6 separate regions of the Mus musculus genome follow, and regions 1, 2, 3, 4 and 5 are each linked to region 6. A link is a contact called in public Hi-C and promoter capture Hi-C data. All regions are on one chromosome and are shown on one strand. Each heading gives the region's core, a stretch centred on a gene start, on an enhancer-like site or on the middle of the called end of the contact. The rest is flanking DNA. Distances are from core to core; before and after follow the strand shown. Region 1 holds the start of Map9 (microtubule-associated protein 9). Region 2 holds the start of Ccnl1 (cyclin L1). Region 3 holds the start of Ift80 (intraflagellar transport 80). Region 4 holds the start of Ctso (cathepsin O). Region 5 holds the start of Plrg1 (pleiotropic regulator 1). Region 6 holds the start of Pdcd10 (programmed cell death 10).

What was found. Promoter capture Hi-C pulls out the DNA fragments that hold promoters and counts their contacts. A called contact is a pair of places that touch in the nucleus more often than the background predicts.
Region 1: a contact with region 6 is called in a Hi-C map of rod photoreceptor, with 6 times the contacts expected there. The contact joins the promoter of Map9 here to the promoter of Pdcd10 in region 6. A contact is called at or near these places in 1 of 39 promoter capture datasets (pre-B cells) and 2 of 484 Hi-C or Micro-C datasets (CD4 T cells and rod photoreceptor).
Region 2: a contact with region 6 is called in a promoter capture Hi-C map of pre-B cells. The contact joins the promoter of Ccnl1 here to the promoter of Pdcd10 in region 6. A contact is called at or near these places in 1 of 39 promoter capture datasets (pre-B cells) and 1 of 484 Hi-C or Micro-C datasets (CD8 T cells).
Region 3: a promoter capture Hi-C map of second pharyngeal arch cranial neural crest shows a contact between it and region 6. The contact joins the promoter of Ift80 here to the promoter of Pdcd10 in region 6. A contact is called at or near these places in 3 of 39 promoter capture datasets (maxillary cranial neural crest, pre-B cells and second pharyngeal arch cranial neural crest).
Region 4: a contact with region 6 is called in a promoter capture Hi-C map of pre-B cells. The contact joins the promoter of Ctso here to the promoter of Pdcd10 in region 6. A contact is called at or near these places in 2 of 39 promoter capture datasets (the C10 cell line and pre-B cells) and 1 of 484 Hi-C or Micro-C datasets (CD4 T cells).
Region 5: a contact with region 6 is called in a Hi-C map of rod photoreceptor, with 10 times the contacts expected there. The contact joins the promoter of Plrg1 here to the promoter of Pdcd10 in region 6. A contact is called at or near these places in 3 of 39 promoter capture datasets (the C10 cell line, liver and pre-B cells) and 2 of 484 Hi-C or Micro-C datasets (CD4 T cells and rod photoreceptor).

Annotation. Positions count from the first base shown.
Region 1 is chr3:82,355,998-82,360,456 of GRCm38.p6, forward strand. It overlaps Map9 (microtubule-associated protein 9), which reads left to right and starts at 2,075. Exons shown (of 14, transcript NM_001081230.1): 1 at 2,075-2,258; 2 at 2,978-3,127; 3 at 3,893-3,977. The coding sequence starts at 3,053.
Region 2 is chr3:65,956,901-65,961,858 of GRCm38.p6, forward strand. Ccnl1 (cyclin L1) reads right to left here and starts at 1,349. Exons shown (of 11, transcript NM_019937.4): 1 at 908-1,349; 2 at 601-675; 3 at 1-62. The coding sequence starts at 1,228.
Region 3 is chr3:69,003,231-69,007,983 of GRCm38.p6, forward strand. It overlaps Ift80 (intraflagellar transport 80), which reads right to left and starts at 1,340. Exons shown (of 20, transcript NM_026641.2): 1 at 1,202-1,340. Smc4 (structural maintenance of chromosomes 4) reads left to right here and starts at 1,508. Exons shown (of 24, transcript NM_133786.4): 1 at 1,508-1,860; 2 at 2,846-2,983; 3 at 3,959-4,137; 4 at 4,699-4,753. The coding sequence starts at 2,851.
Region 4 is chr3:81,930,146-81,935,110 of GRCm38.p6, forward strand. It overlaps Ctso (cathepsin O), which reads left to right and starts at 2,456. Exons shown (of 8, transcript NM_177662.3): 1 at 2,456-2,630. The coding sequence starts at 2,520.
Region 5 is chr3:83,053,597-83,057,941 of GRCm38.p6, forward strand. It overlaps Plrg1 (pleiotropic regulator 1), which reads left to right and starts at 1,942. Exons shown (of 15, transcript NM_016784.3): 1 at 1,942-2,058; 2 at 3,175-3,281. The coding sequence starts at 2,050.
Region 6 is chr3:75,555,518-75,559,913 of GRCm38.p6, forward strand. It overlaps Pdcd10 (programmed cell death 10), which reads right to left and starts at 1,335. Exons shown (of 8, transcript NM_019745.4): 1 at 1,205-1,335. Serpini1 (serine (or cysteine) peptidase inhibitor, clade I, member 1) reads left to right here and starts at 1,976. Exons shown (of 9, transcript NM_009250.3): 1 at 1,976-2,125.

The sequences.
Region 1 (4,459 bases), core at 825-3,324, 6.8 Mb after region 6:
TGTTAAGTTTTTCCCACATACAGAAAAAAATACACTTAAGTCACCACAGATCACTACAATGAGGTGGCTTTCCTTGTGACTCTGATGTTCCCCTTTGTGAGTCTCTCCCTGGCCACAGTGCCTTCCCCCCACAATTCTGCAACTTGTATCTGAACTCAGCCTTCAACCTGCAAGAGCTGTGGGGACTCATGTCTTACAGCATACCATCCAGTGCCCATAGACTGCTCCCATGATGATTGTGAGCACAGACCCTTGTTCCTTTAAACAATTTTTTCTGATCTCTAACCTGTACCACAAGCCACAGAACAACTAACTTTGTGCTAAGCGAGGATTAGGAACTGCTGAATAAAAGTCACATCTCAATTTCTTTGTGATATGAAAAGGGGTCTTCGTCTACCCTATATCCTGCCCAAACACATGCAGGCATGCACAGGTGCTCATGCAGGTGCACACATGCACACACACAAAGACACACACACACCAAAACCAAAAGGCAACCTGAAGAATCACTGACAGTAAATTATCTTGAGCACTAACTAAAAGCAGTTCCTGTGCTGAGCCACTCAAAACCATGGTTAGGTGGGTCCATATACTGGACTTCAGGTCCAGCCTTCTCTCCCATACTTAGTACTCAACTCAAACTCACATGTGTAACAACTGAATTGCTGCTAGAAAGAATTCTCTTTAGAGCCTCTCACTTTGTGCTTGTGGCAAACAACCATCCGAAACCCATTCCCATTGTGTGCAACCCGGCCCTATTGGTAGCTGGGAACTCAGTGTTCTCTATCATTGATGTTGTTGTAAGTTTATTTTTGTAAGTCATGCCTACATTAAAGTTATATCAGTTAAATGAATACCAAATGAATAGAGCCCTTACACATTATCTAAAAATTAGTTCTTCCCATTTGGGTACCCGCCGTGGGTACAGGGCCTTTATCAGAATCATAGATGTTAATAAAATGTAGGATAGAAAAGCTAACAGTAACTGGTGAAAATAGAAAATCTTTTCCTTATGCAGATATTCACTTAAAAATAGTTAAAAACAACATAATTAGCCAAAACAAATTTACCAACCAAGAACAAGTTGAAAAACTTAAACTAGGCTTTTTAAAGGAGTTATTGCAAATATTACTTAGAAACCTTTTTCTCACTGAACTTCATATTTGTTTTTGTGTATTTAAAGATCTATTTGTCAGGGTTATTTTTTAAAAGAAACATTGTGGAGATACAGAAACAAGTTTAGTCACTTGTTAATGAATTGATTTCGACATACCTTTTTCAAGTTAAAAATAGATGAAGTCTGTGTAACTTTAAAAGTTTAAGTGTTTTGTGTATTAATAAATTATTAAATGGCAAAGATAGTGATACTGTCAGCAGTACTTTTTCCAGCCTTCTCCCCTGTGTTTTATTTGCTGACTTCTTTTTAACCAGATTATCTACTAAATATAGAAAGGGTAAACTTTTCACCAAAGATGTAAAACAGGCTCTGGGCTGTGTGTGCTTATGGGATACTTTAGCACACACACCCCTACCCCTACTCTCTGCCTCCTCCTCCTCCGCCCCCCCCCCCCCAACTGCATTACTTACAAGAAACGCTCCTATGTAATATTAACTGAATGCGATTCTAAACATTTCCCAATATTTCGCTATATATTGTATTCGGTATTCACTGCAATCCTTTAAGGAGACAGTCTTATTAGTTTCTTATCAAATCATAGAGATCTTATTTTGCATATTCCAAGAATCAAACGTGCAGTTTAACTCCGACGATTGCAAACGTCACTACTACGTCGTTCTGTTGAGTCCGCTGACACTGCACTGACTCACGCATTCCACGTTCTAACTAGCAAAAGGAAGCTTTGCATCGTGGTCACGCAATACCTGCCTATAAACAAGGACTCTGAGCAGGGGCAATCAAGGTTCCTTGTGGCGTGATGGCAGAGGGCCGGTCTTGTTTCCTAGGTAACAGCCATTGCACACAAGCTGATAGGGCACCGCGCTCCCAACACCTCCACCAGTGATGTCACTTCCTTGGTCTGTGCGGTTGTCCCAGCGACGCCGGCGGAAAGGCGGTGTTGGGTACCCAAGAGACCAGGCGGTTGGAAGTCACTTCCTCCCGGGGACGCTGTTGCCTAGCAACCGCCTTCTGCCTCCATCTTTTGCCCCGCCTCCAGGTTATTCCAATACCTGGTTTCCCAGACCGCGAGGCCCGGGCCGGGGGCGACACCTGTGCTAGAGCATAGCCGCTGGGTTCTCAGGTGGTCACAGGGGCCCGGGTGCACGGGGAGCGGGGTGGATGCAGGAGGCGCGGGCCGTGGTACGTGGAGGAACGGAGGGGACCGTGCTGGGTGTGCGGGGCCCTGGCGCGTGCTGGGCCGGGAGCCGCGCGGAGCTGGGATGCGGACGCCGCCTGGCCAGCCCGGGGAGCTCTGGGCGGTGGCCGGCGATCCAAATGGGCCTCCGACGTCGCGCGCTGGAAGCCTGATGTGCTGCAACTTAGTGTGGAGATGTGTGTGTAACAGCAAACGAATGGTTTGGGAAAATGTCGCTGCTGCTTGTGGTTAAGCATCGTTTTGAATACTGTTATGTGCAAGCCATTTCCGGGGCTGGGAACCTTGACAGTCCTCTTGGTTGCAGCTTGAACTAAGTCGTGGTGGCGTCCGCAATGCTGTGTGTTTTTAATAATGGAAAGTGAAATTGTTTGGCAACATTTTGTTATTATGTAGTTCATTCATCCTTCTAGTGGATGTAGAACAGTAATAACTTCCTCATGGATTTTCTTTTCGTGAAAACCAATTTGTTGTGAAATTTTTATGTACTTAACATAAAACGCTCTTAACGTTTTTAGGTGAATATATTGTACAATGATTAGAGCGATTTCTCTTTGGAGCGGGGTTGTGGGGCACTAATCCCAGGAACAGTGTCTTGATCATGTAAAAACGTCTAATTCTTTAAAATATTTATATGTATATTTCAGCCACCATCAGAGGTTGAATGAATTATTTCAGTAATTTATTAACTGTTGTATAAAAGCAGAGAAAAAGGACACACCATGTCCGATGAAATCTTCAGCACAACTTTGGCGTACACCAAGAGTCCAAAGGCTACCAAGAGAACTTCCTTTCAGGTAAAACGCTGCAAAGCATTTGGTTTTGATTATGCTGCTGCCTAGCCCTTGCTGGTTCTCACAAGATCTGGCATGACGTGGGAGGAGTTCTTGCTTCACTGTTAGTGTGTTGTAGGTCATCTGTCAACTTTGGGCTCCAGTATTGAAACACCCCTCTCTGTAGGATCCTGTCTTCAATATTTGGTTTCTAAGTTGCAAGCCAAAGAGCGACTTCAGAGCTTGGCTCTCTTTAGATTTTGGTTTTCTGTCGTAAGCGTCACAAGGTCTGACTGTGCCAATGCTGCATCCAACTCTTGTTCCCGTGTTTATCACATTATGCCCATCTCTGTAATACACTTCAAGGACCAGTTTGAGGCTGAGGGTCTGCCTCAGTGGTAGGCTATCAAAGTAGCCTGTCATGCTTGTCAAACCTAAGCACTTCCCTCCCTCAAAATGTAGGCATCTGTAACAGAATGTCAGTTTCTAGTAAATCCAATTAAATTGATGCCCCTATCATTCATTAGCATTTAGCGAAGATTGTAACCTGCAATTAATCTATCTAATACTAGTAGTCACTTCCTATTTATTTACCAGTCCCGAGGAAATGGCTCAATTCTGCGCTGAGTCTGATGACGTGGGTACGTTGTACAGCGTAGGCTTAGAGTAAAGTTGGGTGAATGAACTTAAATGTGAATGTAGAATAACCGAGTATAGTTGTTTTAAGATCTAAGTACGAGACATCCCTGCTTGAATGGGAATTGATGTTAGTTACTGATCTCGTTGCAGGATGAGCTGATCAGAGCCATTACAGCCCGGTCAGCCAGGCAGAGAAGTTCCGAATACTCCGATGACTTTGACAGTGACGAGATTGGTATGTAAGTGAATAGACAAATGAGCCAGGGTCCTGTGTTTTGCTGTCTTAGTTGCATTTCACCTATCCCATAACCTCTCATGATGGATGCCTGTGAATTCACTAGCTTCAGAATTCTATGTGTGCAGTGAGTTAGGAAGCCACTCTTAATTTTCAAGGAGATCACAAATTATCTCTACTTATTTCTGAATGTAAATTTAAAACTATTACTAGGTCTATAGTAAAATGCTACCTTAGGACTAAGCTGTCTTTGGAAGTAGTTTCATCTTTAAGTTCAACTTTAAGAATTCTATATCTGTAATTGCAACCGGGGTTCACAGGGTTAAACAGTGGTGCTTATGTAATGCTTTTGTGACACAGACCAGATCTGGGGCTGTAATAGAGGGTATAGTAACTGATTTTCTGTTGCTGGTGTAAAACATCATGAGCAAAAGTGACTTAGAAAAAGAGTTCATTTCGGTCTACAGTTCAAAATGATGTGA
Region 2 (4,958 bases), core at 99-2,598, 9.6 Mb before region 6:
CTTATTCTTCTTGGCGCTTCTTCGATTTTTGACGCAAGATTAATACAGGCCATAGCAACAATCTGAAAGAACCCAGGTAAAAATCCAAGTGAAGTTAAACTAGAAACAGTTTAACAAAGTCTAACAACCCTTATTTTGTTTTGTTTTTAGATAGGGCTTCTCTGTGTAGTCCTGGCTTCCAGGAACTCCATCTGTATGTACATCTGCCTGCCCAAGGATGTGGGTCACCAAGGACCGGCAAAGAACCCTCTTTAGGATACAACGGGCTTTTTAGCGAAATAAAATCGAAGCTGACATTTTTAGACCAGCTCTTACGTTTTATTGCTCAACTGCTCTTAATTTTGGGTCAGAATCAAGCTACCTCTTGCTAGAATTGTGCAATGGCTTGAAAACGTAGTTCTTGGTTAACAGAGCACGTGAACTGGGGATCCATTTTCTAGTTCTTGAAACATTGCTCTACGGGCCCCATTTCCTTCTGGGTGGGAACGAGGTACAAAGGCCTAAGCTAACCACTCCCTTTCTGGAAAAGCTGGTTCCTACCCCCTTCCTCCCCGCTTCCGGATGAAGAAATCCCTTCTTGTCCGCCTCCGCCGCGCTTACCTCGAAACTGTGTTTGACGAACGACTTGGAGTAGAAGAACCGATGGAACAGCACCTGCCCTGTAGCCATCGCCACCTGCAGACGAGAGAGGAGAACGGAAGCGCCGGGGTCAGGCGGGCCCGCACCAGGCGCCGCCGCCATTTTGTGCGGCCGCTCGCTTCCCTTCCCCCGCCCGGGCCGCGCGGCGCCGCCCGCCCCCGCATCCCCACCCTCGCCCGCCCGAGCTCCCGCCGCCGCCGCCGCCCGGCGCAGGCTCCGGAGAAACCTGGCCGCGGCGGAGAGGCCCGCAACCAGCCGGGGTTCTCACCTGCGGCAGCCGGAGGAGGATGCCGGCGGCCTGGATGAGCTCGCAGCCCAAGATGCGCAGATCCGTCTCGCTGGGCAGGTCCAGGCCGTCCTGCATGGACGGGGTAGGCGAGAGCCGCTCCTCCGGGATCAGCGAGTGGTCGATGGTGAGCGACACCTCCGAATACAGGCGGTCGCCGATCAGGATCCCTCCGGTCGTGGTCGTCGTCGTGGTGGTCGTGCCGGAGCTGGAGCCGCCCGCGCTCGGGGCGGCGGACGAGGCGGAGGCGGCAGCGGCGGCGGCGGCGGCAGCGGTCGAGGTCGGGTGAGGCCCGGACGCCATAGTTCCAGCGAGCTCCACGCACGCCCGACGCAGCCGGAACCCAAAGCGAGACTAACCAGCGTCCTCGGCGCGACGGATCTTCCCGTGACCGCCGGCTTCCAGGCCGCCGCACGCAGCGTGCGCTTCCGCCCTGACGTCACCACGCCGACACGCCCTACCCCACCCCACTCCACTCCCCGCGCGCGCCAACGAGTTCCTCCGCGCTTCGGTCGGTGACACCGGGCGGAGGGGTCCGGATGGGCAGGGCGGGGCAGGGTGCTGGCGGCTCAGGGGTGGTAATGGCTTTAGTCACCGGATAACCCGGACTCTGGCCTGGTGAGTCGGCCCCGATACCCCTGCACGGTCTGCGCGTTGGTGACAGTCCGGCGGTCGGCGACACCGGAGTGTAACAAAGTGACTCTGAACCGGGCAGCTTCCCAGTTTGAGCGCCTGGGGTTTCCGGAAAGCTCCGAGCGCGCGTGGGTGTCGGGGTGTAGCCTAGAAAGGCATGCCTAGCCCTGACCTCACTTCGCCGGGTTTACAGTAATCTGGAAAATCCCTAGTTCCAAAAATAGGTTTATGGCGAGGACAGTACACGGGCGATTTCATTGCGCTGGGGAGTCTCGTCTTAAAGAGATGGTTTTTGTCAGAGTGGAGAGAAAGTAACTATCCCTGTGTCAATGAAGAGAAAAACACAGCTCTCATCTTACATGGAGTTTGGAATAACCTAAATCTGTGTTCCGGGACCATGGTCAATCAAAATGGCTCCAGGATAACCCATCATTTATTCCCTTTAAGATGAGAGCTGTGGTTTTTTTGTTTTTTTCGAGACAGTTTCTCTGTATAGTTCTGGCTGTCCTGAAACTCACTTTGTAGACCAGGCTGGCCCTGAACTCAGAAATCCGCCTGTCTTTGTCTCCCGAGTGCTGGGATTAAAGGCGTGCGCCACCACCGCCTGGCTGAGAGCTGTGGTCTTTTTCCATCCATACTAAAAGTCCCAAAAGCTGAGGTCGACCGTGAAACAATTGATCCTTCTGCCTCTGGCCTCCCATGATCTTTTTATTCCAGCTTAATCCTCTGAGATGGCCTTTAGGGAGAAAGAAAAATCTCCTGACTCAGTACAAAGGGTTGGAATTGTTATTTTGTTAAAGCTTACTTTCTTGAAAAGTGTCTTAACCTTGGACCTATAGAGCGCACTGAAAATTTGGATACATCTTAGTCACCAAAGCAAGGTATTTTCACAGCTCATTTTTACAAAGTGTGTTGGGACGGGCACTCTGGAGACAAAGACAGGTGGATCTCTGATTAGAGGGTCAGACTGATTCCAAGCCAGTAAGAGCTATATAATATCTTCAAAATGAAACAAAACCTCTTCCAAACAAAAGCTATATAGAGCAGGAAGTGGTGGCACAAGCCTTTAATCCCAGTACTCAACTAAAGCCTCAAAAACAAAAATTTTATGATTGTGATAGCTTTTTGTCACTGACAGATTACCTAGAAAGTCCACAATGAGGTTTAATTTTGGTTTATGGTCTCTGAGGTTTCAGGCTACAGCCATGTGGCCCTATACCTGTAGGACTGTGTAGGCAGAACTTTATGGTGTGAGACCTTGGTAAAAACAAATCCCTTGCCACCAACAAAGAGAAAGGGGAATATATCCAGGGATCTCCCTCCTCAAGTAGGTTGCCAACTCCTAATTGCTTGTCCAGCTGTGACCTCATCGTCGGATTAACCCATTTATGAGGTATTTGCCTTTGTGATTAAATCACCTCTCAGTGCTACTAACTAAGGACAAGCTCTTCACAGGGTCTGTATGTGGCAGGCATTTCATATCCAAACTTTCTGTGACAGCATAGGAGACACAAGTCCAGGGGACAGGTATGTCGGGACAAAACTTTTCCTAGTGAGACACTACTCACCTCAGATAGGGAACCTACCACAGACCAAAGTATGGATACCATCAGAGTGCAAACTTGGTGAACCAATGAGTTTTATTAGGGTTACTTACAGGAATATGGGTAAGGAGCAGAAATGATTTGGATAGCTGCACCACCAATGTGCAATTCTATGCATATATTAGGGTCGGCACAATTTAGTGAAAACTTTTTTGGTGATAATTAACTCAATTCCATGTGGACAATAAAGTTTAAGGTGTGACTCCATCAAAACTCTTTGTAAAGTACACGTGACATCTTCCATAAAGATGGGTTCTGTAGATTCACTACATGAGACACCTTCCATAATGATCAATTCTGTAAATGACATGCTCATGATACGGGTCTGGAGAAAGATCTGATGTGGTCTTGGCCACACAGCAGAAAAGGTCACCAGGCTATTAGTCACATCTGCTCTCGGCCTTCTGGGTGGATAGAAGGTTATATACCCTTGTTTGAAGGAACAACCCTGTCTTTAACATTACTGGTTCCTACCTGTAAAGGTGGTACACACCTTTAGTCCTGGCACTTGGGAGGCAGAGGCAGGTGGGTCTCTAAGTTTGAGGGTAGTGCCTGTTCTACAGAACAAGTTCCAGGACAGCCAGAGCTACACAGAGAAACCCTGTCTTGAAAAACAAAACATTCTTGGTTCCCCTGTTGCTTATCTGTTGAGCACAGGACTTTTGTTCCTCCCACAGGAAGAGATGGCTGAACATGTTATAAATGCTTGCTCCTCATTATGTCACCAAACTACTGTTACTATTTCTTTTTTCAAAATTGTCCATGACTAATCCAGAAGATGGGAGGTAATGGGCTAGTAACTGGACTCTACGAGGTTTTTGCTCGTTAAGTAACTGTCATATTCTTTCTGTGATATAATCTAAGTTTGGAAAAACCATTACATTATTTGTAAGTTATTATGGAGAAAGTTTTGTTTCCAAATTACTATCCACTTAAAACAGCCACGTTAAAATGTGGAAAGACAAGGCTTGTTTAGAATTACCAAGAATTCAGGGAAGAGTAAAGATACGTGTTATTCATAGAAAAGCATTAGTGGAAATGAATCCAGTCAAGTGAGGCCGTTGGGAGGCAAATGACTATGTTGAATAAGTGAAAATGTGTGTATACGCACGTAATATTCTATTATTATTTATTATTGTGGCCCAGGTTGGCCATGGATTCATTGCAGCCATCTTGCCTTAGCTTCCCAAGTGCTGGTATTACAAACCCAAGCCACCATACCCTGCCTTGCTTATCTTTATAGACAGGGATCCTACTAGTTCAACCTGAGTTCTGTGTGCCTGAAAGGAAACTTAGTGAAAGTAAAGTTACATTTTTACTGCTTTAAGACAGGTGGAATTCAGGTGATACCAGAAAGACTAATGGCTTTCCTGAGGCACTAAAGTATCTTATTCCCTGTGCTTAAATTGTTCTCATGTCATTAGATGCAGCCTTCTGGCAAGTGTGTCTTCTGGTTATCATTTAAACATCAGTTTTTAAGTTCTGAAACCAAAACTAGTATTATTTTTATTTCTTTAGTAATCATTCTTTCACTATTATACTACAGGAATTTAATAACACACCACAAAAATTGAGCCTGAAATTAAGCTCCAGAAGAAGGACTTCTGGGGCTGGAGAGATGGCTCAGCAGTTAAGAGCACTGACTGCTCTTCCAGAGATCCTGAGTTCAATTCCCAGCAACCACATGATGGCTCACAACCATCTATAATGGGATCTTTTGCTCTCTTCTGGGGTGTCTGCAGACAGCTACAGTGTTTAGAACATGCCACATGTTTCAAACCATTCTCTTTTTCAAA
Region 3 (4,753 bases), core at 90-2,589, 6.6 Mb before region 6:
CAAAAAATATTCATTGAGCTTCATGGTGACATTTATTTTATGAAGACAATTTATTTTCAACTAGAAATATAAAGGTACATTATTATATTAGCAAACGTTTATTCAAACCACACCAATCTCCAAACTCCTCCAGACTCCCACACTTGTAGTCCTCTCCAGCACTTCCTGAGAATCACTGAATCTAAGTGTTAGGCATCTCAAAGCCATAATATATTTTAGAACAATGTAAATTCATTCATTAAAGGTTGGTGGGCTGGAGAGATGGCTCAGTAGTGGTTAAGAGCACTGACTGCTCTTCTCTGAAGGTCCTGAGTTCAAATCCCAGCAACCACATGGTAGCTCACAACCATCTGTAATGAGATCTGACACCCTTTTCTGGTGCACCTGAAGACAGCTATAGTATACTTAGATTATAATAATAAATAAATCTTTTTTTTTAAAAAAAAAAGGTTTATTGGTGCTCTAAAATGCCAAACCCTAAATAGGTTGAGGAAAAAAAAAGAGAAAGGCTAACAGCTCTCAATTTAAAAGTTGCTGTATAAATACTTACTGGGGGCAGCGAAATTAATCAGCGGTTCTTTAACATTGGGGAGGATGAGTGATACAGACCGTTTTTCAAAATTATAGGGTCACTAAACATTCAGGAAAACAATGCCAAAACACACAAAACTTGGTATACAATTTTCGGAGAGTCAGAAACTCTGTCCCAACCATCATTATCCTCAAACTCAGGTTAAAAGCCCATTAAGGAAACTAAACCGCTCGGGATTAGGAATTGCCGCATCCATTTAACAACCCTTGCTATTCCTTTCACTGTGTAACAAAGACAAATGCTACTTATGAACTAATTCCCCCATAACGGTAACTAGTTATCACCAGCGAATCCTTTCTCCCACTAGGAGCCCTGCTGGCCAAATGGTTATTTAAACTCAACACCTTTCAGTAGTGTCACTTACACAAAATAGTTCAAAAATCATTGTTATTCATAAATGGACTACAAGGTTAACTCAATAATCCCGGTTTCCTCGCTTTACCTGTAAACTCCACATCCCAAGATCAACACCCTGGTGGCTGGAAGAAGATGGAAAATAACTGATGCTCCCGCAAAGCTCATCCCATCTAACCAAGAGAAGCTAGGTCTTAATGACCGCTACCGCTTCCAAGCCCTTTCTTCAAAGGCTCTGGAGATGAAGAAATTTACCTCAAGTTCCAGGAAAGCGGTGGCGACTGCTCTCAGAGCTCGAACTAGTTACCAAATAGCCTCCCGACCTTTCCGTCACCATAGTGATTTCTAAGCGCTGCGAGCGTTTCCCCCTGCCATGTTCCCGCGATACTTGCTAGGTGCCAGTCACCCGAGCGGGCTCTTGACCCCGCCCCTAACCGAGCCCGCCCTCTCCCTGGAAGGTGTTATTGGGCAACTTGGACCCGCCTACAATTGTAGGCGGGACCCTGCTTGTTTTGTTTTGTTTTTTTTCCTTCTTTTTCAAATTCCTCCAGTTTTTCAAATGCTGTCGTTCTAGAAGTGCGAAACTCTCATTTCTGTTAAAGTCCACAGAAAGGACGTAGCCCTGCTTGCTCTCCCTTCCCAGTCGTAACTTGGCCCTCGGCGCCACGGTCCCTGGGGTAGAGCCCGCGCATGCGCCCGAACGGCCCGAAGATGGCGGTGGGACTCGCCGCACTTTTTTTCAAATTCGCGGGTCCCAGAAACCCTTGCGCGCGTTTGTAACGAATTTCCGTTCGAGTTTGGATTTTAGGCGCCATTTTCGAGTGAAGGACCCGGAGCCGAGACACCGGGAGGAGCGAGGCGGGGGGTCGGCCGTGCCACCATTTCAGCCCGGCTCGGAGTGGACCCGCCGACAGGTGAAGTCCTTCTCTTCTAGATCAGGTTGTCACACTTTCTCCTCCCTGCCCCGCGGGCGCCCGCAACCCCAAGGCCTGGAGCTGGAGCGGCGGAGGCGGCTCGGCGAGCTCCCGTGCCTGTCACCCCTCCCCCTCGGCGGCCGGGCGGCGGCTCCGGCGCCTCTTCCTGGGGGAGGCAGCGAGCCTGGCTCGGCCAGAGCGTCCCCTCCCCCAGGCCGATCCGTCCTGTCTCCTAAGGGGACTGCAGCCCCACTCAGAGCCTCTCCTGGGCACTTGGCATGGCTTACACTGTCGTCCATCGGGACTCCGCCCCGGACCCGGGAGGGTTAGACCCCCTACTATCCCGGAAAGTGACCCAACCCAAGCAGACGCTGCCAGAGTCCAGTTCAGCAGTGTGTGGCGGGTGACTCCGGCTTCGGCCATCCTCTCCGCTGGGGCGATGAGGAAAAGAGACCTGGACTTCTCCGAGGGCCGTCCGGGCGTCAGGACCTAAATGGCGGGGAGAAGGGAGGGGGTTGACAAGTCGCCCGGGCAGGCAGGCGCTGCTGCTCTGGAGAGTAGCCACGCAGCCCCGAAGCTGGACGAACTTGTCTCTCTCTCTCTCTCCCACTCTGTACCTCTCTCCCTCCCTCCCCGATTCCGAGCACATTCACTCCCCAGCCCCGACGGGAGGAGACTTGTCAGCAGACGTCCTTCTCTTATGAGATGGTTCCACAGGGGCGGGGGTGGCCTGAGCGAATTCCTCCGTCCTGGGCGCGATGGCAGGCGCGGCTATGTTTCCCCACGTAGCTGGGGCGTGGGAAAACCCGTCCCGCCCGGTTGCCACTGCTGGGTTCCTAGTAGCCACTTTCCTAGGGACCCGCTACTGGCTAGCGGCGTTGGGGAACGCGGTGGCGGGGTGGGTCCTGGGCGGAGCCCGTCCTGCTGCTGCGGGGCCTGAGCGGCGAGCTGCGGGCCGACCTGACTCGGGACTCTTCTGCCGCAGCCACCATGCGGCGTAAGGGCACCAAGCCCTCCACTGCCTGCCACCAGGAGGAAGGGCCGCCGCCCTCCCAGGACGGTGCCCACAGCGACGAAGAGATGGAGCAACCGGCCGGCGAAGCGGAGAGCGCTGCACCCGCAAGTGAGTGACAGGTCGGGATCCCCGTGCGTCGGAAGCCTGTGGAGACCCTCTGAGGGTGGCGGGGCGCAGGCGACGACAGGTTGATTTGGGAAGCTCCGGAAAGCCGTTCTTTGGTTTTCAGAGGAATTCCATGCAGTTTGCTCTAACGGTTCTGGAAGATATGAGAGTGAGCGGAAAACTTGCGTTGTGAGTTTCTGTGTTTTAGAGTAGTACTGACCTCTTTCTCATATTTCCGCTGAAAGCGGCATGGGTGCTGAGCGCCTCTGCGCCCTTAGACTGGAGTGAATGTGATGTGGAGTTGCGTGACTCGCCCTTTACTGTTGGATTGTCTTTTGGGGCGCAATACTAATTTTTACTTTATAAAGTGTGTCAGTGTTGGGTGACGCGGGCATATGTACATGAGTGCAGGTGCCCCTGGAGGGCATGAACCTCGAGCATCCCATTGTGGGTGCTGAAAACCAAACTTGGGTTCTACACAAGAAAAAAATTGCTGGGCCCCCTAGATTGCCTTTAAAGAGAAGGTATAATTGAGAGCGTAGAGCAGGCGGAGGGTAGAAATTAAGAGCTACTGTGAAATTCCTGTCACCATGTTACTGAAGTTTGTGAGTTTCTTAAGCTGAGCCATGTGGAGAGTTGGATTTTCGATTGTTAGGGTTGCATCTCCTGCATCAGGGAATCCGTTTGTTGCAAGGTTTTCTTTATGGTATATTGAGTATTTTGACTCCTCTAAGTACAATGTGTATACCACACATTTTGTGACTGGTCTGATTGCTTTCACGAATTTTATTTTACATAAAACTAATCTGAAGGATTATCCATCCCCATGAGTTTAGGATATGTTTGTATGGAAGATAAATTCCTAGGTTTCTTTAAGTAACATCCCTCCATTGTGTTCTTTAAATACTAGCAGATGATAGACGTTCAACTAATTACACTAATGTAGGCTTTCCCCTCTTTGCCTCTCCCTTAACCTAGAGCCTCCAGGTGAGGAGCTGGATAACAGAAGTTTAGAGGAGATTTTGAATAGTATCCCTCCACCCCCACCTCCAGCCATGGCCAGTGAAGCTGGAGCTCCTCGTCTCATGATAACTCATATTGTAAACCAAAACTTCAAGTCCTATGCTGGAGAGAAAGTTCTGGGACCTTTCCATAAGGTACTGCCTGCTCAGATAACGTGGAATACATCTTTAATTACAAGATATTTCAGTGTTCTAACGGTCCTGACTCTTTACACACATATGCTCATAGACGCACAGACAGTATGTTGCCTGTGACTTCAACAACAGGAATGAGTTTTTCTTTATCTGATGTCTTTGGTATATCTTTAGCAATATTTGCATATTGAATGGAATCTGTTTTTGTTAGAAGGGAATGTTTTCCCCGTTGACTGTGCTAATGAGTTTTGTAAAATGTCGGGATTAGAATTTGAAGGTGGTTTTTATTTAAATGGTGAAGCTTGTGCTATTGAAGAACATGATGTAAGAAAACTCAGATTGTGTTTTCCTTCAGTTCCCTGGCCCACTCCATTCCTAGGGTGCTTTCCTTTTCTTAATAAACTGCTTTTATTTCTAAAGAGAAAGAAAGAAAAAGTGTTTATCTTCTAATGAAAACTTTTAATGATACCTTTGATTTTTATTACAAATTAAATTATGGAGTAGTTTAAAATTAGTATTAAGTGTGACTATTTAAATTTTTAAAAATTTACTTTTATGCAGCGCTTTTCCTGTATTATTGGACCAAATGGCAGTGGAAAATCCAATGTTATTGATT
Region 4 (4,965 bases), core at 1,206-3,705, 6.4 Mb after region 6:
TGCACCAAACTGTGAGTAGCAAGAAGTGGTCTTCAGTGTCTCTTTTCAGATCCCTCTAAACAAGGGGAACCCAGAGTTGATCCTGTAGTCTGGATGCAGAGTTGCCCTGAGGGCCCCCTTGTTAAATGCTTGGTCTCTGGGCAGTGCTACTGAGAGACAATGAACACCCCAGTGAAAGTTCTTTAGGCCACACCCTTGAAGTGGCTCTCTGACTTCAGGCTCATGAATTTTGTCATTGCCACTTCTGCCTTGTTCTTTCATCTGTGACAAATTGCCAAAGGAATGTAACGAGTCTGCCTGCTCTTAGACTGAAACCTTCATAAGCAAGAGCCTAAATAAGTCGTTTTTCTTTATATATTGGTGGTGTCAGCTATTTTGTTCTAGTAATAGGAAGCTGGCTGATATGGCTAGGTTATCCATCTCAGAGAAAATTCTGTCTGCTTTTCTGCACATTTCATCTCTGTTTATCTCTGTTGGGTGAGCAATGGCCTGAGTAGAATGTTCCCTTCTTAGGGCTACAGACACGGTTACATACACGGAAGTCATCAGTGTAAAGTGAAAATAGAGGCCTCTTTGCTCATGAAGTATTATGAATTTTACCTCCAGTGATAGTGACTTCTATCAATCACTTTATCACTGTCACTATGCATGAACCTGGTTCTCCGGGACCCATTATAATCTATTTTAAATAATGTTTCCAGATGCCTTCACTGTAGATATCGTTGCCCTCTTACATCTGCAGAACCAACATCTATCTGATTTATAGCTTTAGTTTTTATTAGGTACAGGGGGTAACTGTGTTCTCTGATGCAAACCTGATGATAAAATATATGACCTGGTGTGAAGAGACCAGGGAGGTCCTTTAGACCCTCAGTGATAAGATGCTGTTCCTATTGGAAAGTTTAGCAATGCAGGCATAACTGAGATAGCAAGGAGCCCACAGATTCCTGCTTATGTTAATCTCAGCAATCCTTCTGCAAGTGGCCCTTCGTTGTAGCCTACTCATCTCTATGCATTCTCTCCTGTTATTACTAAACTGAAGTTATTTTTCTGATGATAATTTATGTCTTTTGACAATCCTTTGAGTTAGAACATTTATGCAGGATAACTGCTGTGATCAAAAGAAAGTTTATTTGGACTAAATTTAATAAGTTTATATCAACAAACATTTACTGATTGAATACCCACTATATGTTGTTGGTGCATAAGAGACTAAAGAAATGAAATTGTCGCTCCCACGAAGCTGGCATTACAGAAAAGTGCTATGGATCAAAAGGCTACAGACTGAACACCAGAGGCAATGGGGGCAGTATTAGAAGAATAGGGTGGAGAGGGGGAGAAGGTTAGGGTTTTAAGTAGGGCAGTCGGGGTAGGTAGGCCTGGGAGTGAAGGAACAAGAAAATAAACACTATGGTTATTCAGATATACGCCAGGTTGGAAGCTAAGAAACAAAAGATGCAGGACATTCCGATTTCTGGGAACCTGGTTACAGTTTGTCCACAAAGGATCTGCTTTTGGACAATAGAGAAGGGGTAAAAAAGAAACACAGAGTAAAGACTCATTCTAAGACAATAATTTGCATTTTGTGTACATAGGCCCTTCTGAGAAGCAGCTGGCTGTCTTCTCCCAAGGGTAACCAGCGATTTGTGATATTTGGTCTCAGATCTTAAATCACTCAGTCTCCTTAAAGGAGAGCTCTGAGGCAGTGTACTGGAAACCTCTTTAGCTGAGATGTGAGTGAGCAGACATATTGACTGGTTTGAACATGTTCCCCTTTTCCTTTTACACTCTGTATACCGGCACCATGGTAAAAGGAAACAAGATTTTTAAAAATTACGTCAGTTAATTATAGCTGGGGATAGAAAGTGAGGTGGATGGATTATGAAGTAAGCTAAGCAAGAAGAAAACAACATAATAAAATAATAAGAAAAATTAAAGCAACCTTAACAGTGAAACAAAGAAAAGCACAGGACGTGCTCAGCATATAATGAAGTGTTTAGGATTACTTAGCTAAATTTCATTACAAACTTCGGAAGCGGGTGCAGCTTTCTACAAGTGGAGAAATGGCCACAAGATATTGTGCAGTTCTGTGCAGCAACAATTTTGTCAAGTATTTATACGCATCCATAGAGAGAAGTGTGTAAATTCGCATACACTATACGTCCCCATACAACCTGCTGAGTTCAATTTACACACACTCAGTGAACACATATTCAATTTAAACAGCAGGAAGTAAAATGAAGGGCTGAATCTCAGACAGCAGGAAACACAATAGTTTGTATCTTCATACTGTTGTGTAAGTCAGGTTTTGCTCTCTTTCTTATTAAGTAAGAGGGAAATCCCAGATGCCCAATAACAGCACAAAAGCTCAATAATAATCCCAAGAAGCACCAAACAAACAAAACAGCTGGGACCCCAGCAGCTTTCTGCTTCTGGGCGTGCACAGGACACAGGCAGTGGGCGGAGCCAAGAAACCGAAAGAGAAAGCGGGCCGGGCACAGTGGACCTCGGGCACCGGGATGAAGCCGCAGTTGGTGAACCTCTTGCTACTGTGTTGCTGCTGTCTCGGCCGCCACGGGGTCGCCGGGACCTGGTCTTGGAGCCACCAGCGGGAGGCCGCCGCCTTGCGGGTACCAAGCTCCCTCCCTCTACTGCCCCGGGGCTCCTAGGGAGGGACCCAAGCTCCAAGCGCGCATTTCCCCAGTAGAACTGCCTCCTAAAAGTTTGATTCCCCAGGGCAAGGATTTCTGTGCTATATCCCAAAGCACCAAAAGATGTCCAAAGCAAAGCTAAGGGGAAGAAGTATCCTGAATCCTAAAGCCTTTCCCACACCAAACCTGTCGCATAGAAAGCCGCCTGCAGGGGGCACTGGCTCTCTCCTCCTATAACTGGAAGTTAATGATTTCTCAGTCCTGGAACTGTCTACCACCATCAAGTTCTCTCTGACTTGGTGGAGACTGATGTAGAACAGGAGACATTTCACTGCCTTAAATTCGGATTTCTTTTTTTAAAGTTTTCATAATAATCCTTCAATTGCTCTCCAACCTTAAAATTCTGAAATGGACAAGTTAGCTGACCACGGATAGATTTTCCCAGTAACCAGGGGAACTGACCGAAATGCAGATTCACAGTTGGCCTCAGTTGCTATACTTAATGCTCTCTGAAAGGTTTTTAAATCTGAAAAAAAAAAAAAGAAAAAGAAAAGAAAAAAGAAAATGCCATCACGATTTTATTAGAGGAGGACTCACCTGTTCGACTCAGTGTCTATCTGAATTCAGGAATGCTGCTCTTAGGCCATTTAACTAGTGTTTACTGATGTTTTCTGAAATTTCCATAGAACCCCATAGCTCTGCCCCGTTCTCCTTGTCCTCTTTGGCCTGAGAAGTTCCAGTATTCATTCAGTCCGGCCTTCTTTGGCTTCAGCTACCCTTGTGTTGTACTCAAATCAAAATGCTGTGCTTTAGTTCTCCTTTTTGTTACTTTTGAGCTCATTTCTTGTTACCAGTCTATTTCTCAGTGTCCTTGGCCTGTGTGTTACTGAGACCTGTCCTTGATTTCCAATAGGGTGAGGTAGTCAGTGTCACAGGTTGTTGATAAGGTGTTTATTGGCCAACTAGTTTTTTTTTTTCTAATCTTGAGTATTGAAAGCTAACAATGTAATGTATAATTTTTTTTCTCCTTACTGAAATAAAGCAAGGTTGCCAAGAAAAGCAACTTAAAGAAAGTGAAAAAGGGTCTACTTTGGCTCACACTTTCAGGGACAGTCTATCATCATGATAGGGATGTCATAGTGACATGTGTGTGGAGCAGACATCCATACTACATCAGCAGCCAGGAAGGGAAAGACATGGATACTGTATCCCAGCTTACTTTCTCATCTTTATTTGGTCCAGAACCCCAGCAGGAGACACAGTGACTCCTAAGCTTACCAAGGGCTTCCTACCTCAGTTACACCCATCTAGAAACATCCTCCGAAATATACTCAAAGGTTTATTTCCATGGACATTCCCAATCCTAGTAAAGGTACAATCAAGATTACAGTCACAGTCACTGAAAAATTATTACAAAATAGAATTTGTGTGTGAACTATAATTTCCATGCCTACTTGTATTTTACTCTTGAGGAGATTGCAATCCCCAGACACACGTCTAGATTCTCTTTGGAGGAGAAATGCAACCAAGGTTCCATATAGAGAAGTAAGAGGTTGGAGGTTGAAGAAAACATTTCAAATCTTAGTACATTTTTTTTAAAACTTAGGGTTAAAAACACCAAAACAGCTTTGCAAGCAGTTCCTGTTGGCAGGAATTTGCTGATAAGTCCAGTGACCTGTTTTCTGAGCACTTAGTCATTAAATGATAGCTACAAACTGTGAGTCCTCCTGGAGAGTGTCAGCTGGAGAGTTGGAAGCAGAGGGCTTTGTTTCTTTGGTGACTAAAAGTATTAAGGATTCGTCTGGCTTTACAGTATGGGTTGAAATATATGGTAAGTAAAACTCAGCTTATAAGTCTAAAAAGTGTCATTTGAAAAAAGAATGTTTCCACTGTAGAATTAGTTGGTTGGAGATTCTACTGTTTTCTTACATGGCACATTGTGTACAGAATCTATAAAATTCCATTTGTTTCGCAATGCACTGAAACATTTTAAAGTAGGTTATAAAGTAAAATTGAGCCATTAAATTAAATCCCACTTAATTGTATTCCTTAATCAATAAGGTAAACAGCAGCCCTGCTAGCTGTCGTTATATTATTATTCAATGAGACAAGACTCCTCCATGACTTATTATGGAATATCTTACATGCTACCTGAAGGAAAAGGAAAGGGAGGGAAGTCACACTCCTGCATGGTGGACTGGGCTCTTGGTTCTTGGTTGTTGGCTGACGCTCTTCACTTTCCCTTTGCTTTTCCTGTGGAAGGCAGATGAGAGACTCTGGCTTTTTAATACTGTGACAAAAAACCCTTAGGTGG
Region 5 (4,345 bases), core at 692-3,191, 7.5 Mb after region 6:
TCTGCTTAGACTTTCGACTCTTCAGTTAAACCTGTCAGGCCTTCTGCTTGTCCCAGTTGTACCAGGCCACATTCTACCTCACTGATCATTGCTCAACAGGCAAGGTACACTAATTGAAGGAGATTGAAAGGATTTGTATTACTGAATGAAAAAAAAACAGCTTTGTTAATGAAAAAACGGCTTTCCTTAAAATCTGCACGATTGTTTTCACACATACAAACGCAGCATTCATATTTATATTCGTAAATAATTTGTCATGTTTGCTTAAAGAAAGTGTCCTCTGCACACTTATGAAGAGCCATAGTGACCTCTACTGTCCAGAAAAGGCAGCTCGCAAGGTTAGCCAGAGCAGGTTTTTGCTTACTTTTAAAGACACGTACATCTTATTCTTTTCGTTTGTTTTGGTTTTATTCTCTGTGTAGTTCTGGCCCTGGCTATCCTGGAACTCAGAGATCCGACTGCCTCTGCCTCCTCAGTACTGGGATTAAAGGCGTGCGCCAACACCTCTGAACTGGGACTCCTAACCAGCCAAAGATCCTGGATCCCTTCAAATACAAGAAAATAGGAGGGAGGCCATAGCAAACAGAAAAACCCAGGTTCCTATATGAACAGGAGATCTGTGTATGATATGTGTGATTTATGGGTCTCATGACTAGATAATAGGATCACCCAAGCTATTCATTTAAGAAGGAAATTTTCACACGGGTGGCTTAATTCAAGAGCTGTAAGAAGAGTAAAACCTAGTGTGGTTTACCTCAGTAGACTGCCCTTATGAGCCTTGCATAAGCTGTGTTCAGGATGACTAAGGTATCTCACAAGTTTAATGAGAGTTGTCTAGTAGTTATATTAACATAGATACATTAAGGTCTTTCTTACATTTCCTTAGTGTTTTGTGATTTAAAATGTTCTTTTCTATGGCTATTACTATTTCCTTGCAACGTGCACAAACATTAGCCACTTTTACAGAAAATAAGATCCTTTGGCTAAACTCACATTCACATTTAGAAATGACTACTTGCGGGCTACAAAGATGGCGCTGACGTTAAGGCTCAAAACTAAAAAGACTAGAAATGTCCATTTTCAGGTTAAAAACACGACCTTCATGTTTTTAATGAATTAAAATATAAATCGAGCGAGAGCATTGCTGTATCGGCGCTACGTTTCATCCTTCTCAAAGTATTCGCAGTATTCTGAGGACGGTATCCGTGAACTTAACCACAGTTCAGGAAGACGCACAATCTGTGAAAACGCCTTAAGATCGCAAATAGCAACTACATCAATACAGAAAACATTTGAAAACGATCGATCATATAAGCCACAGATTTATTTTTAACCTGGGTAAATCACAAAACCTCAACACTTTAGCGTCAAGCCAAATAAAATAAAACCAACTTAAGTTCTCAACCTTTTTTTTTTTTTTTTTTTAATTGCTTGTTTAAGCTGGACAGTGGTGGCGGCGCACGCCTTTAATCTCTGCACTTGGGAGGCAGAAGCAGGAGGATTTCTGAGTTCGAGGCCAGCCTGGTCTACAGAGTGAGTTCCAGGACAGCCAGGGCTACATAGAGAAACCCTGTCTCGAAAAAAAGAAAAGAAACGAAAAAGTTGCTTGCTTAAAACCTCCAAGTAAGGAGCACCAAGCTTCTGGAAGCAGGTACCGCCCCTAAACGTTAAGGCTGGCGCGCTCCCTTAGCTCCGGCTGAAATCTCCGCCCTCAGGCAGGAGACTCCGCCCAGCTCCGCCGAGACCCGCCCTTCTGCCTGGAGACATCGTTCGTCCCCGCCCAAACCCCGCCCCAGTCCCGCCCAGCGGCTGCCGAAGTCCCGCTCTCCTCCAAGAGGCTCCGCGCAACTCCGCCTAGCTTCCGCCCTCCACCGCTAGACTCCGCCCCTCGACCCCTGCGCGGCGGGTTGCCAATACGCATGTGCGGTTAGCGTCACGTCCGGCGACGGGCCCCAATCTCCGGAAAGAGCTGCCGAATAGTGGCGGCGTTTTCTGCGGCGATTATTTGAGTTCCTTCGCTGCTGGAGGGGTAGACTAAACGGCGGCGACATGGTGGAGGTAAAGTGATGCTTGGGTACTTGGGAGTCGTTTGTCCCTGGAGCTTTGCTTTGCCCACGGAAGTGTAGGATGAAAGTGGTGGGAATCTGGGGAAAGGAACTGTAGTCAAAGCTGGTGGTCTCGGCACGTCGGGGTGGGAGGAAGGCCGATGACATCCCAAGTCCGAGCTTCAGTCGGCGGGAAGCCTGAGGGAATCCTGCAGTCCGTGTGTTGTCGTAGGTACCTGGCCGTCTCCTGGGAGGCGGGGCTTCTGATGTTCCCACCGTGGCTGGGATGCTAGTCCGTGCTGTCTTGTCAGTTCCACTGTTATTTCATCTCTACCGCAGTAGAGGCGTGCGGTTCTTGATTTTGTTTGTTTGTTTGTTCTTGCGTATCCCAAACGTTTCTTACTCCCACCCACTGCGTTCCAGGTCCACTGCAGTCCTCCGAGTCTAGCCTAACATCTTTTGCCCGGACTCATTCAATAACTTCCAGCTGGTCTAAGTGCTTAGGATTAACGAACACATTGCAGGAGTGTAGTTCAGTGCTGCTTTCTGTTCCAGTGTTATAGAGTAAAAATGTTGGTGGTGGCAGAGGTCTAAACCTCACCGACCCTGGAAACCCACACTTCCGCAGCATTCACAACTGCTGCGGTTCTGAGTTATCTGGACACCTTTGCAGTGGGATTTCCCACACTTTCACTGCTTGTACCTCTATTCCGTGTAAGGCTGTCTCCCTCTCTGCTTATCACCTGAGAGAAACCTTTCTTGATTATATCTACCAATTCTCCCCCCACCAACTCATCCCATTGCCTATTTTCATAGAACCCTCCAAAAATGTGGAATTATTTTGCTTATTTTTGTCTGTTGCCTCTTGAGTACACTGCATGCCGCATACAGTACTAGCTCGGTAAATATCTACTGAACACATTGTAGGCATTACTCAGTTACTTTTCTAAGAGCTCTGGCCAGACAGGAGCTTTCTCATCTTCGTTGTTGATTGCTGTAGTTTGTTACAGTTATTGAGGAGTGTATATCCTTCTCCATATTTAGCGTGGAAATTGCATAATGACTCTCATGTCGATTAGGGTGTATGGGTCTCTTGTTAGATGTGTGATTTTTGGCTGTCTCTTTACAGGAGGTACAGAAGCATTCTGTACACACACTGGTGTTCAGGTCATTGAAGAGGACCCATGACATGTTTGTGGCTGATAATGGAAAACCCGTGCCTTTGGATGAAGAGAGGTAAGCTTTATTCCTTTTCAGTTGCTAAAGTATTTAATATTAACAGAAGGGTGCAGAGAGAGGGGAGGAGGGGACTTTGAAAGGTCTTAAAAGTGCATACTCACAGGACGCTTGGGCAATAGCAAGTGGCTTTCTAGTGTAATATAAGTAATGGTAACTCATTTTTCTATTGTCTTGTCTTCTGCAGTAAAAACATCATTACCTAACTATAGTTTACAGGCACCCAGTGTGATGATTTGAAAGAGAATGGCCTCCATAGGCTCATGCGTTTAAATGCTTGCTTGGTCTCTAGTTGGTGGAGCTGTTTTGGAAGTATTAGGAGGTGTGGCCTTGTTAGAGGAGGTGTGGCCTTGGGGAGAAGCTGTGAGATTTCAAAAGCCTACACTATTCCCAGTTAGCTCCCTTATTGCTTGTCTACTCCCTCCCTCTTGTCCAGCCCCCCACCCCCACCCCACACATCATGCTTGCCAATCAGATGTAAGCTCTCGGCTGCTGCTCCAGCACTGTGCTTGCCTGCCTGCTCTCATGCTCCCTACTCTTATGGCCAAGGACTCTATCCTCTTGAGCCATGACCCCCTAGTTAAATACTTTATTTTCTAAATTGCCTCCAGAATGGTGTTTGCCATAGCAATAGAAAAGTAACCAGTACCCAGTAATTAGGGGCATCCCTGCTATGTCATCTTGTTTGTAGTGAATCAGTTTGTGTGTGATTTTAGCTTCTGCTCTCAGACTCTTTGTTTTGTTTTGTTTTGTTTTGTTTTTCGAGACAGGGTTTCTCTGTGCATCCTTGGCTGTCCTGGAACTCACTCTGTAGACCAGGCTGGCCTCGAACTCAGAAATCCGCCTGCCTCTGCCTCCCAAGTGCTGGGATTAAAGGTGTGCGCCACCACTGCCCGGCTTCTGGTCTCAGACTCTTGTTCTGCTGAAATTGTACTTGGCCAGTACTACTCCCATCTTTGCTCCGTGGTGTAGTGAAGAGTTTTGAGTGGCATATTTTTGCTTCTCGCCAGCCCTAGTCTGGGAATTGTGTTATGTGCAGTGCCTTTCTTTGCCCTTTGCTTTTT
Region 6 (4,396 bases), core at 85-2,584:
CCAAGAAAAGAAAATATACAAGTGTATGTTTTACTGTCTACACATGGAGTGAAGAAAATGAGAGAAAAGTAAAAACCTGACCCCCCCCCCCAAAGGGTCACTTCTTGTAATGAACATGGTACAATTTCTCCAAGATTCTGCACTTAATTTTCACTTAATGAAAGCATGAATATCTGTAAAGTAAGTTCTGTGAAAGTTTCACCCATAGTTTTTGAAAATGGTAAGAAAATAGAAATGAAAAGGACTATTCTCTTAATGGCAACACTGAGCTATTCCTAAATATTATCTATCCTTTAAAAATGGCGTGTGGAAAGTGAGTGTTATCATTCAGTAGACCCCAGAAAAAGGGGTAAAGATCTAAGCTAAAGCGATCCTTCCTGTTTTACAGAACATTAGAGAGGATGCTTTGGCAAAGCTTCCACTCCACGTCAACAAACCAACTCTCTGCACCTCACAACCGTTTCTGACAAACAGGCACACTACTTTGCAACTTCTTCTATCTGCTTCCAGTACTACCACCCACCTCCCCACTCTTTCTTCCTAAGCCGACAACTCTGGTCAGAAACTGGACTTTCGGAGGACTAGACTCTGAAGATCTGTGTGACCTTGGGCACGTCATTTGCTTCTACAGTAGTCTCATTAGCATCCCAAAGTGAAAGCGCTTCGAGGGCACTTGAGAAGTATACATCCATCTGACGTATTGGAGTCAAGAGGCACAAACCTTCCGAGTTAAGAATCACCTCCTCAGAGAGGAAATTGGAACTGAGTCGGAACTGTCAACACTGTCTCTCTTCTTCCCTCAAAGGGCATAACCCCAGCCACACCGGGAGGCGACTCCCGGGCACCCACGCTCCCTCCAGGCCTAGCCAAGCTTTAGCCTCACCTGCCCGGGACCTCACCCCACCACATCCGCCCCCTCGGTCAGTGGAGACCCGGGAGGCCGACCTCACCCTTCCCCTCCACCCAAACCCACAGCGGACTTCCTGGAGGCGCCGGGCCGGGCTGGGCAGGAGGCATTTACAAACCCAGCTTTCCGCAGCTCGCGTAGAGACCTCGCTGACGCCCACAAGGCCCGGCTCCCCACCCGTCCGCCCCGCCGGCCAGAGCCTAGCCTCAGCACCTCCGCCTCGGTCCCCGCCTGACCCCAGGCCGCTCTGGCTGCCCACGGAGCCGTGCGGACCCGAACCGAGAAACCTCGCCTTACCGGCAACTGAGGCACGGACTTCACTTCCCACCTTTGGAGCCCTCTTCAACTCCCGGATCAATTCACTCCGGCGACGCCGGAAGGACCCGAAAGGAACCAGGCGTTGTCCGGAATCCTGCCCAGCAGGAGTCGCGCAAGGCCCGATGGGGATTTGTAGTTCCGCCCTCCATTTCCGTTAGCACTTCCTGCAATAGTAAGACTACATTTCCCAGAAGGCTGTGCGAGAACGCCTTAGGCAATAGGTGGGGACACTTCTAGCAAATCAGAAGAGAGTTCCCTGTCTTTGAGGGAGGGGAGGAGATGAAGAGAGAGCGCGCCCAGAAACGAGGGAGGGCGGGGCCGAGTCTCACCTGCACCAATCAGAATGAGAAGATAGCCCACAACGCCACGCCCACCGATGGGAGGTGCCCTCGGATGGGTGTAAAGAAAAGGGCGGGGGGCCAGAGGTAGCAAGCGACAGGAGGCTGGGCTGAGTCCATGGGTAGGCGGGGAGGAAGGCTCTAGGGGCTAGACCGGTGGGCTCCGCCTACTCCGAAGCAACAGTACCCCCATACCCCCAAAGGACAGCCCACTCCCGTGTTCACTGGACCAGCCGGCTAAAAGAGCTAAGCAGGACCTGAGGAAGGGCCAGGTGCGATGCCAGAGGGGAGAAAGTCCGAAATGAAGGGGTCAGAGCACCAGGAACTAAGAGACCTCGGGTACCGCTCTGCGCCTAGGCTGCGCAGATGGCAGTGGGAGGAGCCGCAGCCCGAGCTTCGGCCAATTAGAGGCGGGGAAGGCGGAGCTTGAATCTCAGAAGAAGCTTCAGCTCAGCCTAGTCTGTAGTTTCCCTGGAGAGAGGCAAGAGCAGCATCCGGAGCAGTCTCAGCCTGCCCAGCATCCTCTCCAGCATCCCGAGCGGGGATTGCAGGTGTGAAGGAGGTAAGCGTGGGCGCCACTTGCGGGCTACAGCACAGCAACCTGGGGAGGAAGGCATCTGACAATAGGAACGCCTGGATACTGGAGGAAAGAGTGCTATGTTGACTTAGGATCGCGGTGCAAACCTTTTCAGTACAATTACGTACAATTACAGACTTTGGTAGAGAGAGAGAAAAAAAACAAAAAACAAAAGGTAACTCTGCCTGGGATATTAAGGGCGTGGTTAAGGATTTTGTTTTGAGTTGCACCATTAAAACTGGTCTGGGAGATCACAAGATTGAAGAAAGCCCTGCTAATTGAGTACCAGGTGGATGGTGTCAAGCTAGATGCGTAGCTGTTAAAAAGGCAAAATTGGCATTGATAGAGAACCACTTTGTAACTGTTTCACTAAGAAAATAACTTTGTCCTCTTCAGTGCCTGACGCTTGTGTTAGTTTATCAGATTGTCCTGCCACGGACAGTCTATCCAAGATAACCGGTTGTATTGCAGGGTCTTTGGATTGCAAAAGATATGGGTTAAAGAAGCAAATAATAAGATAGGATGGGTTCCGGCTAAACCTATCCTAAGTATAACTTTTACCAGCATTAATGAGAAAATAAATTGAAATGGGTGGGTATTTGGCTTTTCCTTCCTGCTGGCGCTGGAATATTGAAACAAAGACCTGGGTTTAGCCTACAACGGGAACATATGGTGTACTTCCTCGCTGCTTCTTATTCTCTCATTTGTGTCCGGTAACGTTTGTTCGTGTTTTAAAAACAGGAGTACAAGGGAACTGTGTGGAGGAGCTTTCCTCTATTGAAGAGAGTATGTGTAAAATGATAACCTTTAGTATTTTATAATGGGCTCTCATTTTAGAGGTATATAGTATCACACAATAATAGTTCATTCTCATTGTGTGTATACTCTTTTGAATGCTAGTAATACATACGGGTGGAATTATGTTGTAATACTTGTTATGTTAGGTAGTCAATCCTACCTTTGCACCTATGACAGATTACAGCCTTTTGGGTTGGAAAAGTACTAAAATTCTACGTGCTTAGTTCATTTTTTTGTTGTGAAATAGTGTCCCAGATTATATGCCTGTTAGTCATGTAGCATATTGCAGCATACTCTGCTCTGAAATGGCTTTCTTGTGACAGTTGACTATTCCATAGGGTGCCAGAATACTTGAGATTGTTTAAAGAGGGGTCAATAAGATCCAGAAATCACCTTCTATTTTCTTCTTTTGTCATACTATTCTGGTTTACTGCAAGATTTTGAATTTTGTTTTTGCAGTGCACACAAGATGCCTTCTAAAACTAAAGTGGCTCAAAGGTATTCTCTCCATTACTTAAGGTTCAGTCCTACTAAGTGCAGATACTGATGAGAGATGCCCACTACTAAATTAATTAAATCCTTTTCTCCCACATTCTAATACACCAAAGACCTGGGCACACAGAGAAATCTTAAAAAATAAATAAATAAGCAAAACCAAGAAATATCTAGGCTTAGATTAAGCAGATCATGTAAGTATTCGAAAAAAGCTATAGAAGCCACTAAACTTAGCAGTGACAGTAAGGATGGATGTTATCTTTGGTATACTACTAGAAACCTATTAATTGGCATAGCCATCTGGCTATGTGATCTCCAGAAAATGCTTTTGGGAGAGAAAATGTGATCTGGTGGTTTAATAAAACTTGGAAAAGGTTGTCCTTGCCCTTGTTATGTGTGATGGTAGGTGCATGGTCCTGAGTCCGTCTTAGATGTTCAGGCTCTTTGCTGATTCACTTGGAAACTGAATACCTGTTGTCTCTGGTTATTCCCTCCACACACACAAAAAAAAGATAATAGTTAATTATGTGACTGGCAATGAAGTTCTTTTAGAGCCTTTGTAAGAATGACCTTTTGAAAGAATTTGATGGAAATCAGTAAATAACAAAGAAAATAAATGGATAGAAAACAATTTACATGAAAACAGCTGAAATGAAGATGTTTTTAAAATCTCATCTAACTACATAAATAGTAGGCTCTGAGATATCCTAAGACTACAGACTCATTAAGAATGAATGAGATTTCAATTTTAAAATGCCTAATATTCCCCTGTTTGTGAGATCAGATCCATTTAGGAATGTCAGTGGACTAAGTTCTTGTGTTGTTTTGGGAATAAGACTTGTGTTTCTATATGAGAGCAAATTGTGAGTATATCATACTTGGACAGTTATTTCACCTTGAACTCTTTATCTAGTTTAATTAACATTTATATCAATTTCAAATAACCTGTTTTTTTTTTCTTGG